2 separate regions of the Oryctolagus cuniculus genome follow, and region 2 is linked to region 1. The links are chromatin contacts, called in public Hi-C maps. All regions are on one chromosome and are shown on one strand. The core of a region is the stretch at or near the end of the contact, and the rest is flanking DNA. Distances in the headings are between cores, read along the strand shown. Region 1 overlaps VMP1 (vacuole membrane protein 1). Region 2 overlaps VMP1 (vacuole membrane protein 1).

The links. Hi-C and Micro-C count contacts between places; a contact is called where the count stands out from the background.
Region 2: a Hi-C map of embryonic fibroblasts shows a contact between it and region 1, with 8 times the contacts expected there. The contact joins two enhancer-like sites. A contact is called at or near these places in 5 of 6 Hi-C or Micro-C datasets (ear pinna, embryonic fibroblasts, psoas muscle and 2 more).

What each region holds. Positions count from the first base shown.
Region 1 is chr17:35,065,870-35,068,879 of mOryCun1.1, forward strand. All of the region lies in intron 5 of VMP1 (vacuole membrane protein 1), which reads left to right. Among named protein-coding and RNA genes, the nearest start is that of PTRH2, 62 kb to the left of the region's middle. Within about 2 kb of position 1,647, at least 1 of the 8 cell types and tissues checked has an H3K27ac peak or open chromatin away from gene starts, as enhancers often do.
Region 2 is chr17:35,138,300-35,141,675 of mOryCun1.1, forward strand. It overlaps VMP1 (vacuole membrane protein 1), which reads left to right. Exons shown (of 12, transcript XM_002719255.5): 11 at 2,025-2,127; 12 at 3,099-3,376. The coding sequence ends at 3,242. Among named protein-coding and RNA genes, the nearest start is that of MIR21, 2.9 kb to the right of the region's middle. Within about 2 kb of position 1,557, at least 6 of the 8 cell types and tissues checked have an H3K27ac peak or open chromatin away from gene starts, as enhancers often do.

The DNA of each region.
Region 1 (3,010 bases), core at 397-2,896:
CTTGTGCTCCTGCACCCACGTGGGAGACCCGGAGGAAGCTCCTGATTCCTGGCTTCGGATCGGTGCAGCTCTGGCTGTTGAGGCCAATTGGGGAGTGAACCATTGGATGGAAGACATCTCTCTCTCTCTCTTTCTCTCTCTCTGCCTCTCCTTCTCTCTGTGTGTAACTCTGACTTTCAAATAAATAAATAAGTCTTTAAAAAAATATTTGGAAGAAGTCATAGAGTTACCTCTGGAACCACCTCTGCATATTTATGGAGAGAGCTAAAAAAATGTTAAATTGTTTAAAATTTATATCAAACAGAAGGGACTTAATAACTGAATCTTCTTAGCTTTCATTTTAAGAACAATAACACAGAAATATGATTCATAATTCTGTAAAAACGCAGGTTAACAGCAACAGGAACTGTGGCACTTGGCAGTGAGAATTGTATCTCAGACATGATCCTTTTGTGTTTGTAAATTGGGAATTATCAATTTACATGACAAGATGATTCAGGAACCATTTTTAAGCTGTATGTACCATTAATGATTTATAAAGTTATTTATATTTAACAATAACAAAGAGGATGAGTCCATAGGCTGCAATCTACAGCCTTATATAATGTGATACACACACATACACACACACACACACACAGTTTTGGACACTAGATGGAGCAGTTTTCTGAAGAAAGTCTTAACAAAGCCCCATATCCTGTTCAAATAAGCTCAGCTCTTAGTCAAAGAAATATAAAGAGAAAACTATCAACAGTCATTGTGTAAGTTTAAAAAGCACCCGAATATTTAGCTATGAGAAGAGGTTGAATGTATTTTATAGCAGTTTCTCTCTTTAGTGTATATTTAATGATTGGATTTCATCACATTTGGGAATCAAGATCAGGGATTTTCATCTGTTTTAAGCATTAGAATTGTCCTTTCTAAAAAAGTTTGGAAGTAGAGAAGTTTGAAAATATTCACTTACATTGTAGAATAGATCCGGTTTTATTAGAAGCTTATGAACCATTTTTAATATGACCATTTTAGTAGAAGTACTTGACTATTTCTTGTAAATTATACAAAGAAAGCTGTGAGATATTACCCATATGTAAGACTCGGAGGCCTGTTTCTGCTTTAAAGTTTGGAATTATTTCACCACTAAAATATGTGGTAAAAAAATGTCCCTCTTAAATGTCTGACATCCTGATTACTTTCTCATATTTATGAATACCTCTGGATGTGGTACCCTGTCTACTTTTATAACCAAGTTCTTTATAGTATTGTGTGCTGCTTTTTAAAGCTGTTTTTCCCTATGTGTATACATTTCTGATTCTTTTTTACTTCGTGGCTATTTATTACTGAAAGTAAATGGGAAAACTGCATGGATATGTATTAAAATTAAACAGTGTAATAATTTGGAAGTGAAATATTATAGTAATTATTAATGCCATAGGGTAAATTAATTATTTTTAATAAGATTGTTACCAAACTTCCTCACTATCATTTCTGCTTCATTTATTTAAAAAAAAAAAAAAAGAGGAAGAAGTTTTCAGAAGCTAAGGTCTAGCATGACTCTGATACTGCTCACTGTAAGTGTAATGACTGTGTCTGTCTACAAGCATGTCGTGAGTCAGGGTGCTTGTGGGAAGACCAACAGGCACTTGTTGGAAAAGGTCTGTTTGCCTTTTGTTTGTTGGGGGCATTCTAGCTCTTCTCGTTGTCTCTCCCAAAGAGTGACTCAAGGTATTAACTCTTGTGAATATCACTAAATCAAAAAAAGAAACCAAGATCTCTAGGACACAGGACTGGATTTTCATCAAGCAGAAGGATATGCACAGTCTACCTAACTTCCTGCCCTTAAGACACTGTTTATTAATGTGTTCTTAAAATGAAAGCTAGGAGGATTCTGTTATTAAGTCCCTTCTGTTTGATATAAATTTTAAACAATTTAACATTATTTTTTAGCTCTCTCCATAAATATGTAGGCAGTCTGTTTCTCCTAAACACTTAAGTCAACCTTGTCACGATCAAAAGTTGCTTAGGCTTAGAAAAGAAAGGAGAAAGATGTCTTTACGTAAATATAGATTAATTCAATATAATAAAAATAGCTTCAAAGACTGTACCTTATAACTTGGAGCATGAAATAATAGAGTTTATACTTCTTTTGTCTTGGCTAGCCATTTTGTACTTAGGTGTTTATGAAAATTTTCATATTCTAGCCCTGAGACTAGGTGGCACAGGCATTATAATAATATTATTAGGTTTTTTTGTTAAGTGTGAAAGATGAGACAGAAGTCTGGGTGTACCTAGTAATTTACTAACAGACTTAGAAAACTGAAAGCCGCTTTGCCTGATGCCAAGTTTACTACTTTTTGACCCAGTGTACTGCATTTTACAGAGAGGGACTGAGCATAACTTAGGTCTTTTTCACAAAAAAGAGTATAAATAGTAAACTTTACAGTGCCCATTTGGAATCAGCAGTTTTACACTTTAGCCTTATAGAATTGTTTGCTGTAGGCCATAACCTTCAATAAATCATTTTCTGATCTGATGAGAAAAACGATTTAAAACTGTGAGTAGAATTCCTATGTTTGAAAAAGGGTTTCCACAGTCCACTAAAAGTTGAAATAAAAGAAAACAAAGGGTTTGCAAGTCATTACAGACAACAGTTTGTCATCTCTGTTCATTTATTTATTACCCAGATATTCCTAATGAATCACATTCCAGCTAACCACTGACTCCTTTTGTTCCTTAGTGAAGGAGTGTGGCAAACAAATGTTTTCCCAGTGAATCAGCACAGGATTCTTGATTTTATTACCTTTGCCCTAAACTTCCAGACAAAACCAATTGAAAATTTTGCCTTTGGTATCTCACTTGACTTCTATGTACACATGATGGATTGGGCCATGAACTGATGTTACAGATGTTGTGCAAACAATTTCAGTCTGTAGGAATGTTTTATCAGTTCTGAGAGAGCTGCCTGTCTGTCTCTCTTGTCTGCTCGTCTTCCTTGTAAATATTCATGCATACA
Region 2 (3,376 bases), core at 307-2,806, 72 kb after region 1:
AATAAATAAATCTTAAAAAATAAAGTAAATCTATAATGATTGCCAGTCCCTTCTTCTTTCCTCTCAACAGCAATAAAAAATCAGAATCTTTCTAACATTTAGGTTTTGGTCCTTAATTTTCTCTAAAATGATAGTTTAACTGTAGCTATCCTTTAGCGTGTTGTTATTAAGGTCAATGAAGCAATTTATGAAAATGAAAGTTCTTATAAATCTGCTATTTTAAAACCAGTCATTCAGTGTGTGTATTTTACTGGAATTGTTTTTTATCTTCATATCACATATTTCTAGTGTGAATGGGTGAGCTATTTGCATTCCTACCTGTAGTATATATGGAAATATTACTTGAAGTACTTTTTTTCTCCTCTAAAGAAAAAATTTGTCCTGTTGCCCCTTTGTAGTTAGAATCATTGCTGCTAAAGAGCAACACAGCTCAGACACAGCACTTCTGGTCGACCTTACTCATGAAAGGCCCCCGGCAAGTCTGTGCGTGAGAGCCGGAGCCCGCGGGCTGAGACTTCACCGCTTCTGTCTGATGACTGTCTTAGGTCTTCTGGTCTGCTCAGTGCAGGTGTTGGTCTGCTTGGGCCTTTTTGCACATCCTTCAGTTCACTTCACCCTACACTGATCTCTTTTCCTCCAGTACTTTCAGCTTATATCTTCTGTACCAAATGATTTAGGATTGAATTGTTAATTTATCTTACTCATAACTCAGTTCCTATGTGCATGTGTTAAATCCCCATAATGATCTTCTTCTAAGTTCCTGGTGGGCACGGACCAGTTCTTCCAGTTTCCCCCCACCGCCAGTCCCCCATTGCATCTATTACTCCATTCAGTGTTTACTGGTTGGTAAATTCATAGGATCAAAGAAAAGTATTAGCCAGGATTTAGGGCTGTATTGGTTTCTGATAAATGTAATAGAAAAAAAAAAAAACCTCCCTTCTGCTGGTCTCTAATTTATTACAAAAAGCAGCAACTGAATAAATGGAGAGAAGAGGTGAAGTTACTTTGTACACTCAGCAGGAAGAGCATTAAGCACTGCTACAAATTCATAATGGAGTACCTTTTGCAAGCTCTAGGAAAAGAGATTGGGTTTGTTTGCCTTTCATCTGAAGTGTGACAGAAGAGAAAATAAAGGGTACAGAAAATAGAGGTGTTTGATTTTCTAAGTTGCCCTAAGTTACTATTGTAAAAACCCCTGCAGTCTAAAACGGGAGCCTGGGAGCTGCAGTGGCCAAACCGGTTTAACAGCCCTCCCTCCAGGCATTCTGGGTGAGAGGGAGCTCTCAATACACAAACTTATCAAAGATCACTGTCCCAATCAGCTCAGAACAAGCTGTTTAGTAATGTACTGGAGATTCTGTGCAAATCATCTGCCATAAACCATGAAATGATTCAAGGTTCAGAGTTCCTTCTTTGTTCCTTTGTTAATCACTGACTTCTGACTAGGGGGAGGTGCCTCCCAAATTCGCTAATGCATTCTTTTTGGATAAGGATGACGCACGGATTGTCCTAATAAGGACTTAGATTGAGAAAGAACCGCCCCCTCTGAGAAGATGGGACAAGTCAGGGAGAGGGCGGGCAGTTTCTTTTTTAACTAGGGATGACACAAGCATAAGTCATTTCCTTATTAATCGGTTCAAACCAGTTCTTACAGGAACTGGTGGTGATAAATGTGGGACTTCTCAGAAGTCATTCATTTTCTTCTTTGTGCCACCCCAGTGTGCAGCGTCAGCTGCGCCGGCCTCACTCTTGTTAGAAGTAGCTCCTGGTTTGCAGCTCTGAGTTTATCCCAGACTTGTTGGTGGGAGAGATTTTTCTCCTGGAAGGGGCTGTTAGAAGGAAGAATTTATGTCCACTAACAAGAGTTCCCAGGATCTCGACAGCTCTCTGATTGTTATTTTATTCTTCTTCCTACCTATTTTGTTATTTTTGAAACCAGACGGTAAGTAGATTTTCTTTAACGTTTTTCTACTTTTCTTCCCAAATGTTATCTTCTGCCGTGGGCTGCCGTGCCCTGCTTCCAGTGCTGTCCCCGGCATAGGTCCGTCTCTGCAGAAGCCATTCCAGGACTACCTGGAGGCGCAGCGGCAGAAGCTTCACCACAGAAGTGAACTGGGCACAGCACAGGTGAGCCTCCTCTCCCCTCAGGCAGCTCGCGCACTCCAATTTCGGTGTATAGATTGGGGTTCGTTCGCCAGTTTCCTAACAGAGGTTGAGGCTCTGTGTGGTCTCTCCTAGGAAATTTGTCTTTGTCTGAAACCTGTAGTATAACTTTTCTGTTTTGTACATCTTCTCCCAGCAACAAGGGTAGGGCTAATGAAAAGTAATGGCTCTGCAACGTAGAGTGAAGGAGTTGCTGCCTTGATCTTAAATGATTTATTAGTAGGCTCTCCTGAGTAGATTAAAACCATTTTAATTTTCCTCATAACAGAAATATTAGGCTTAGTGCGATAGCTTGAATGTCCCACTTTGGTATTTTCACTATTTTTCTTTTCAGCTGTGGGAAAATGATACTTTCTTTATACACTAAGACTCTTAACATTGCTGAACTTTAAAACTTAAACTGAGCCTGCCTTCTCTGTAAACAGCCCTCTGGCAAGGGGAAGTGACTAGAACAGGATGAGTAAGCAGTAACCTGAAGTGGGAAGCTTTTCTTTAATGGCCTCGAGGACACATGCTTCGTGTGGTCCTTTGCTGCCCTCCGTTGTCCAAATGTGACTTTAGAAAATAAAAGCATTTATATTTTAAAGACAGTTCCCGGGATGGGAACTGGGAGATGGAAAATGTCTAGCTCTCTTGACAATAATTGGAGAGTGCCTGACTGCTTCAGAAACGAGTTTAATCAGAGATTTAATTCTTAGGTCACAGTGAAAAGATGAGAGATGAACTCAACATTTGCCCAGTCATTCCGAACTATATGAATCAACACTGCCTTTGCATCCAACAAAGGGGAGTCTTGAGAGACTGAGCGTAACATGTAGATTTCAGGGTAGCCTCCAGTTCTCATTCTTTTTCTTAAAACACTATGGGTCATTCTCTTTTTACTGTTCAACTAACGAAGCCTTTCTCTTTGGGTTGTTGTGCATTTCTTCCTACAGGGAGAAAACTGGTTGTCCTGGATGTTTGAGAAGTTGGTCGTTGTGATGGTGTGTTACTTCATCCTGTCTATCATTAATTCCATGGCACAAAGTTATGCCAAACGAATTCAGCAACGGTTGAACTCAGAGGAGAAAACTAAATAAGCAGAGAAAGGTTCTTAACTGCAGAAATCAGAATGGATGGGTTCTGCCTTAAAGTGGGAAGGATCCAAGCCAGGAAGGAAAATTCCCTTTTCCAACCTGTATCAGTTTAAAAACTTAATTCCTGAAAGCAGTTT